Linked DNA regions of Sus scrofa: regions 2 and 3 are each linked to region 1. The links are chromatin contacts, called in public targeted proximity ligation maps. All regions are on one chromosome and are shown on one strand. The core of a region is the stretch at or near the end of the contact, and the rest is flanking DNA. Distances in the headings are between cores, read along the strand shown. Region 1 has its middle 87 kb from the start of ATL2. Region 2 has its middle 78 kb from the start of RMDN2. Region 3 has its middle 17 kb from the start of RMDN2.

What was found.
Region 2: a targeted proximity ligation map of alveolar macrophages shows a contact between it and region 1. A contact is called at or near these places in 1 of 47 Hi-C or Micro-C datasets (embryonic fibroblasts) and 1 of 2 datasets of targeted methods (alveolar macrophages).
Region 3: a targeted proximity ligation map of alveolar macrophages shows a contact between it and region 1. A contact is called at or near these places in 8 of 47 Hi-C or Micro-C datasets (embryonic fibroblasts, fetal heart ventricle, heart right ventricle and 3 more) and 2 of 2 datasets of targeted methods (alveolar macrophages and skeletal muscle).

The regions. Positions count from the first base shown.
Region 1 is chr3:102,042,430-102,045,241 of Sscrofa11.1, forward strand. No RefSeq gene overlaps it. Among named protein-coding and RNA genes, the nearest start is that of ATL2, 87 kb to the left of the region's middle.
Region 2 is chr3:102,384,326-102,387,137 of Sscrofa11.1, forward strand. No RefSeq gene overlaps it. Among named protein-coding and RNA genes, the nearest start is that of RMDN2, 78 kb to the left of the region's middle.
Region 3 is chr3:102,322,932-102,325,743 of Sscrofa11.1, forward strand. No RefSeq gene overlaps it. Among named protein-coding and RNA genes, the nearest start is that of RMDN2, 17 kb to the left of the region's middle.

The sequences.
Region 1 (2,812 bases), core at 127-2,626:
AACATGAGCTCCTCGGAGGCAGACACATTACAGGAAGCACAAGTTCCACACTGTTTTATAGTCTTAGGACAAGCACCATCCGAGGTCCCGGATGAGGAACCTCTTCTTGCCAGGATCCCACTGGCCAGGCCCAAGGTGGGTTTTGTCTCCTTCTCTTGGTTTTGTCACTTGGCTCACACATTTTCTTGGCACTTTGGCCTGTTGTGAGCTTGGCCATCTCCTGGTTTGCTAGATTCCCAGCCCTCCAGAGCCTGCCTAGCTCCACAGACTGTCCAGGAGACCTCCCGAGCCAGCTGCTAACTGTTGGGCCTCAGCTCCAGCAATAACACACCAAGTTGAAGGTTTACTTCTTTGGACCATTTTTTAAGCTTATGGCTCAGCCTTCTCTATTCATCTGAGAGAAGCATCTTTGAGTCTCCTTAGGGAGATTCCACTCTGGGATTTAAAGTCTGTCCTGCGTGCCACAGAAGAGCCCTCTGACTCACCCCTGCCTCAGGCACGTGCTCATGTACCATCCAGGCTCCATGTTCCAATCTGAGTATGTTGTCCTCAGGGCAGTTTTATTAGGAGTAGGAGTGCAGGGAGTGTGATGCTGGCACACTGATGACGAAAACCGGGCTGCTCTGGGCATACGGAGGAGGATGTAACCCAGGCTGGAGAGTGAAGGAAATAAGTCATGAAGCTTTTAATCTTGATAATCTTTTTTTTTTTTTTTTTTTTTTTTGGCATGAGGAAGTTCACGGGCCAGAGATCAAACCCAAGCCACAGCCGTGACAATGTGGATCCTTAACCACTAGGCCACCGGGAAAATCCTTGATCATCTTTATACATTACAGAAAGCAGGAGGCTGGCAAGGCAGGTAAAAACGTCACTTGATTTGATAACCGAGATCGCTCAGGCTCAGAGAGGTTAGGTGATTTTTCTGACACTGCATACCACTGGAATCAAGCCTGAGGCCAGACCCTCTGACTCCTGATCCAGTGCTCCTTTTACCCAAGGTCTTGCTCCCCCTGCCAGGCCCCACCCAGGTTTGCTCTGGTGATGCATCGGGTGGGACTCATCACATTAGCAGGGTGCTTGGAGACTCGGATTGGTCCACATCTTCACTGGTCACACTGTGCTGATCCTAAAGCCTTCAAGGCCAGGGTGACGGGATGGGAAAGGGGAAGAGGAGGAGGAGGAGCAGCTGGGGAACCTGTCATCACTTGGCCTGGGATGGGGGAGGTTGGGGCTCAGAACTGTCACTCCTGAGACAGAGGATGTCTGATCACAGACAGCAGGGGTGGGAGGAGCGTGGAGGAGACTCACTGTGGCTCCGGGAGGCGGGTGTGTTAGGGAGGCTGCAAAAGATGTGTGGAAGCGCCCCTCTCCACTCGCAGGCTCTCTTCTCAGGTGGAAATTCCTGCCCAGAGCAGGCCCAGCTGTGCCGACCCCACTGGATGGCCCTGTCCAGCAGGTGACAGGGCCATCCCTGGGCAGTGACGTGAATGTGGCCTGGGGAAGGGAACTCAGGGCAGGTGGAGGTTACGGCGTTCTTTCCCTTCACATGCCTACTTCCCTGTTGATCGGCTTCCCTCTTGACCCACGCCCCCTGCTCTGTGCTGCCGAGTGAGGGGTAAGGACCGTGTCATGTGGACATAGTGACAGAGAACCACAGGCAGTTTCCAGAGTGTTCCTTCACGCCTTTTCCTGCTATTAGGAAAAAACACAGTTTCCTTGCGATTCACCTCACCCCATTTCTGGCTCTTGCTTTCTTTTTCTTAAAGCCTGGGGCCACCTGGGTTCATTTCTATTGTAACTGAAACATGCAAGCCACCTCTTTACTGTAGGAAAATCAGCACCGTGGGCATGAAGAGCAATGGCAGCTGATGCTGGGGCTCAGAGCTGGGGGCTGGGACTGGTGTGGCCTGAAGGGGACACATCCCACCGAGGGGCACCGCCCCCGGCACTCAGCTCTGATCACCATGGAAGCCTGTATCACCAGCTCTTTCCTTCTTTTCTTTTCTTTTTCTTTTTTTTTTTTTTTTTTTTTTTTTTGTCTTTTTAGGGCCGCACCCATGGCCTATGGAGGTTCCCAGGTGAGGTGTCGAATCAGAGCTGTCGCTACCGGCCTACACCACAGAAACAACAAATCCGAGCCGCATCTGCAATCTACACCACAGCTCACGGCAACACCAGATTCTTAGCCCACTGAGCAAAGGCCAGGGATCGAACCTGTGTCCCCTTGGATGCTAGTCAGATTTGTTTTCGCTGAGCCACAACGGGAACTCCACCAGCTCTTTCCATTTTTTAGGAGAAGCTGAAGATCTAAATCGAAAAACTTCAACACAAAATTGGCACAAAACCTCTTAAAAATACGCATAGAATGAACAAAATGTGAAGGCAGGCTCGTTCGTCACTTCTGAGCTCCCTGTTCTTTAAGAAAGCCCCTCCCAGGCACTTCACCTGTGGGTCTTCTTCCTCAAAAGCCATCACTTGAGTCTAGTCTGAGACACCGTCGGACAACCCGAATCGAGGGAACTGGTATGACATACCTGACTGGTAGTCTTCACAATGGCCAAGGTCATGATAAACACGGAAAGACAGAAAGTCACAGATTGAGGAGACAAAAGAGACGTGATAAGTAAGCAGAATGTGGGATCCTGGGACGCTAGTGGAGAAAGGGTGAAATCTGAGTAGCATGGAGTGTAGCTGATGGCAAGGTACCAATGTTAATTCCTTAACTTTGACAAATACAGCACAGTCATGAAAGATGTTACCATTAGCGGGAGAGGGGTATATGGGAACTCACTGCACTATATTGGCAACTTTT
Region 2 (2,812 bases), core at 171-2,670, 340 kb after region 1:
AGAGATTTTAGGACATTTCCCCCGAGAGCCTCCATGAATAGCACCAAGATGAGCAGTAACCCCAGGCTTCAGAGCCCCCCACTGCCATGTCAGGTTATGATGCCTTCTTTCCTATGATGCCTTCTTTCCTAGCCAAATCCCAAAAGAAAAGTCTTCTCAGATCTTCAGGAGTATGTATGACATGAAAAGCTCATTTGGGTAAAGGGAACCAGACCCTCGACATCTGACACTAACGAGGTGCCCTTCCCTTGGCTTAAAGGGATCTGGAGGAGGACGAGCAGATAACCTTCAGCCTAAATAAGTAAAATCATCACTGCTCTGGAATCTCTCTGAAGCATGCCCGGTTACGGTGTGGAATTCCACAGGGCGCGTGGCCCTCTTGGACTCCATCCAAAGGAGTAAGCTATCAGAAGGAACTCATCCTAACACAGGTCCCTGGGACAGTGTTCATCAGCAAGCTCCGGGGTAGCTGGTAAAATTCTGGGACTAGTCAGTTAACCACACCATGCTTGTTAATATAGTCAAGTCTCTGTTAAGAAGCAACAACCCAGTTTGTCACTCACCCATTCCCCATTCCTTCACTGCCCAGTTAGCTTCTGGCTTGTTCATAAGGCAGCTCTGGGGGTCTGACAAAATAAGCCTCTTGTTCACAAAGCTTAAACCAGAGGGTTTTCTTATGATCTGTTTTTTTTCTATCACCAGCACCTTGACCTCCTGGCATGCTCTTGGCTAATTGAAGTTGCCGAAGGCATAAGGATTCTGCTAATGGACTCAGCTCTCCCATAGGGGTCAGACACCAAGACAATGTCACAGCTGTGAAAGAAGAGCCCAGATGGCCAGGCTCAGGTGGTAAAGACCTTCAGAATCTGCCTTGAGGCTCTCAATGGCTTCAGATTGAAAACTATCTTGGCCCCATCCACAAATGTAAGGCATTTAATGACAGCCTGAAAGCACAGAGCTTAAACAGAATGATGAGCACAGGGCAGGAATTTGGACTCCAGAAGAACTGGCTAAGCACAGATTATTTTTCTACGGTATTTGACGAGAACAAACGAAGTAAGAATTTTCCTTTTGTTCGTCTGGCCTTTGGCATTGTTTACTTTCTTTTTATGATTCTCAAAGGCACTTAGAGCTCTGGCAGTGTTTCTGTCCTAAAATCTTATTGTCAGAAGTTTATTTTTCAGCTGTTTCAAATCATATCTGGTAGAGTGAGTGCTTTGCCTGGGCTCATCACTTTACCTCAGAAGAAATAAAGTTCACCCTTTAAATGACAATATTGATTGTCTACAGCTTTAAGTTTTCTGCACTTAAGCTGCAGGCTTCATTTCAAAATATGTTTTCTCTCAGCACAAAGGAACTATGGTAGAAGACTCCACTCTGCTGGTGTCTGGGTAATGACCTAACACCGTATTTTGGACTATCGCTGTGTTTTGTCAGATTTTCACTGCCTGTGGAGTAATTCTTTGTCAATGGTGGTTTCGTCAGCTGTGGTTTTGAGGCAATGAGGTTTTATGCTTGTGTTTGAATTTTTTTGAAAATATATAAGCTTTTAACATTTACAGAGCTACGTTCAGTCCTCTTTTAAAAGGAACCCAATATCCTGTTTTTCCTCCTCCTCCATCAGAGGGGATAGCGTGTACTTTACCGGCTGCCCCTCCAGAATGTGGACAGGCTACTTAAGACAAAAAAATGCACTCTTCAGTGCTGTGATGATCTCTGAAAAGCCCAGGTTAACTTAGCCAGTGTCTTCTTGACACCTATGAAAAGTCAGCGTGTGAAAGAGGGTAGCATAAGGGTTAGGAGGCTGTGCTCTAAAGCTTCACTACCTGACTGAACTCCAGCTGTTTAGTGGGTTAAAGGGTGCCCTTCCCCCAGATATGAGCACCTCCTCACCCTGGGAACCTGTGAATGCAGCCTTATTTGGAAAAAGGGCCTTTGCAGATGTAAATACACTGAGAATGTCTGAGATGAGCTCATCCTGAATTACCAGGGTGGGTCTTGTAGCCAGCGACAAGTGTCTTATAAGAGCAGACACAGATGCAGAAGAAGAGGAGGCCATGTGAAGATGGAGGCAAAGGCTGGAGTGATGCTGACCAAGGAACACCTGCAGCTACCTGAAGCTGGAAATATTCTTCCTAAGAGGCTTTGGAGGGAGTGTGGTCCTGCTGGCATCTTGATGTGGAACTTCTGAACCCCAGAACTATGAGAGAATAAATTTCTGTCATCTCAAGCCACCCAGTTTGTGGTAATTTGTTACAGGAGCCTTAGGAAACAAATACATGACTTACCAGCTGGGCAAGCTATGTAATCTCCATAAATCAGATCCCTCAAAGGAAAACCTTCTTCATAGGGTTGCTGTGAGGATAAAATGCCTTCACATAGGTGAGTGGTTCAGAACAGTGTCTGTGCCTGGTGTGCTCACACGAGTGATTTTTGTCTGTCATAACAACCGGCAAATACAACTGAACTGAGATTTCCTATCCAGTATATGCTGGTCAAAAGAGTCACAATCTGAGAAACAGGAACATTCTGGAAAAAACTACTTTGTCTCATCTCAGGGTCTCAGCACAGCTTCCTAAACAGCTAAAGAATATGAAGCAGGAGCAGGACTCTCTGCAAGAGCCTCTCTTTAAATGCCTCTAAATCTGACTGGTTTCAGAAAAGTGAAGCTTTTGAAGATGTTTCTGTGCTGAGACTTGAGAACACACGCATAACATACGACGTTTAAGTTCCCCCCAGCCTCTTGCCCTCCATGAGCTGTAAGCCGCCCATCTGGGTGGTTTCTGTAAGGTTCATCTGCCCTGTGCTATCT
Region 3 (2,812 bases), core at 155-2,654, 280 kb after region 1:
AAACAATTTCTCATGAAAGTATCAGTAAGAGGAAGGGCTAGGAGGAGGAGGAGAGGGGCAGCTGGAGAGCAGATCAAGCAGAGCTCCTGGCTGATCTAACAGGTGTGACCCCTGCTAGAAGATTCCAGCTGCTGGGCTAGAGCCATGATGGAGTTTAGAGGAGACAGTCAGAAAGGAGTCAAGCTGGAGCATTCTCTAGAGAGTTCTTGGGGAGCTGGCTGCTTAGAAAGGAGCCTTTGGGCAACATATGCTGCTCAGGGGTCCAACTAACTCCACCCCAGGGACATAGCCCTTTGAGCACTAAAAAATCTAGACTTAATAATAAATAATAGCAAATAATATTTATTAAGTACTTTTGTATGACTGTGATACAGAGTGAATGATTTCATTTTCTGTCTCATTTCATAATCACGACAAAATGGTTGTTAACCCCATTTTACAGATGAGGAAGTTGAGGTTTAGAGACATTAAAATAATGTTCCAAGACCAGCATATAAACAAACAGAGATTCCAAATACAATTCTTATTCTAAATTCACATTTTAAATCATCATACCTCACTGCTTTCCACTGGGTGGCCTGAGGAGTGAGCAGGGACTTGGTCATTCAAGAGAGGCCAGTGGTCATGTACAGTAATAGGGTCTACATTCAGGATTCTTACAGGGTATGAGCTGGGGACTGAGGTGGAGCAAAATGAGTGGGGACTTTACACCATTAAAATCTACCCCTGTGTTCTGGTCCAGATTCTGCCTTTGAGTTATACCAATTCCACAGTTTTTCTGAGCAAACCTGTCTATTCCAAGCTCAATGTCAGGGAGCAGAAACTCTGACCATTTGAGAAGGGAAGACAAAAAAGGAGGAGGAAGGAAGTTTAAGGTGGGAGAAACAGCAGCCTCAGAGCATTCATCTGCCTCTGGACTGCAATTCTCTTTGGCTTTGGGGCTTAACCTTCTTCATAGGCCAGGTCATGCCAAAGTCACAGGGAGGAGAGGATCCTGCAGGTGAGTCCAGGACCCGGGGTCTAATTAGACCACAGGTGTCCAGTCAGAAAAGGAGACCAGGTAGCACAGGGCCAGTGTGTGTGGATGGTAGATCCAGACGGGAAGGTGGGTTCCAGAATCAGAGCACCTCTGTGGGCAAGAGGGTCTGAGGCAGATGGGAGGGGGTCTGTGGTCCCTGAGGTCCTCTCTGTCAGGAGGAGCGCAGATAAGTTTCAGGAAAGTAAGCCAGGCGATAGCACATAGGATTTTAACTGAAATACTAGACAAGCTAGTGGGTTCTAGGTGCTATGCTTCATTATCCAGCCCAACTATTCAAAGTCCTCAGCGCCATCACCAACCCTGGGCGGACCCCAGGACAGGATCTGCTCCTTTCCTCATCTTGGCTGGTTTAGGGTGGGTGGAAAAATTGGCCACGAGAGGGCAGTAGAGAGCCACAGACACCCTTGTATTATTGCCGAGGACCGAGTTCTACCTAGGTAGAACTGGGCAAAATGACACGTTTCTTCAGTTTCTGATTCTGTAGCCTGGGAAGGGGGTTAGGGGAAGGGAGGGCTGGCAGTCTGTAGTTTTAATACACGGCCCATGTGATTATGATGTAACGGATCCAAAGCGGGCTTCCGGGAGCTGCTCCCCTAAAATATTCAGGATCTTCTATTTAGCATCCTTAAACCAGGATGACAAATATGATTGCTAGGAGAATAATATGTTAAAATATTTTATTGGAAAAATAGATCATATAACAGTGTGTATATAAAGCATAGGTTCATTGCAAAGAAAATAATAAAGAAAATAGCCATGCAAACATTTCCTGGGATAGTAAGAACTTTAGAAGCCCCAGTGCTTTATTTGTTTATTTATTTTTGGCCGTGCCTGCTGCATGTGGAAGTTTCTCCTCTAGTGACCAAACCCATGCCGCCACAGCAGTGACAATGAGCCACAGCGGTGACAATGCTGGCTCCTTAAAACTGTTGGGCCACAAGAGAGCTTCAGAGTCCCTGGCACTTTAGAAGCCCCTTGAGTGGCCCTCTCATCTCACATTCCCCCCTTCTCCCCAGAGCTAACCATAATCCTGAGGTTTGTGAGAATATCCCTCTTCCTGTGCTTTTATGCTTAACACCTCTGCTTTTATTCCTAAGTAACATATTTTAAAACTTGGGCTGATTTTGAATTTTAATACTTTATCAGTTAAGAATTATGTCCGTGAAATAAATCCATGTAAATACATGTATTTGTAGTTCATTACCTTGTATGGACATGCCTACGTGGATTTATCTCCTTTCTTGATGGACATTTAGGGAGCATCCGGGCTTGATTTTGTTTTCTTTTTTTCCTATTAGGGACAATACTGCTATGAATAGTTTAATACCTGGAGAATTTGCATAAGTTTTTCTAGGGCACATATCTAGAAGTAGAATTGCTGGCGGTTAGTGTATGCAGGATAAGCACTTACCATTAAAAAAAAAGACTAATAAGAGAGTTTCCATTGTGACTCAGTGGGTTAAGAACCTGACTATCCATGGGGATGAAGGTTTGATCCCTGGCCTTGCTCAGTGGGTTAAGGATTCAGCATTGGCGTGAACTATGGTGTAGGTTGCAGACGTGGCTAAGATTCTGCATTGCTGTGGCTGTGGTGTAGGTCAGCAGCTGTAGCTCCAATTCAACTCCTAGCCCGGGAACTTCCATATGACAAGGGTGCAGCCCTAAAAAAAAAAAAAAAAAAAAAAGAGTAAATTTGATCATATCAAAATTAGGAAGTTTTTAAAGATAGTGAAAAGACAAGTCACACACTAGGATAAGATTTTTGCAGTACAT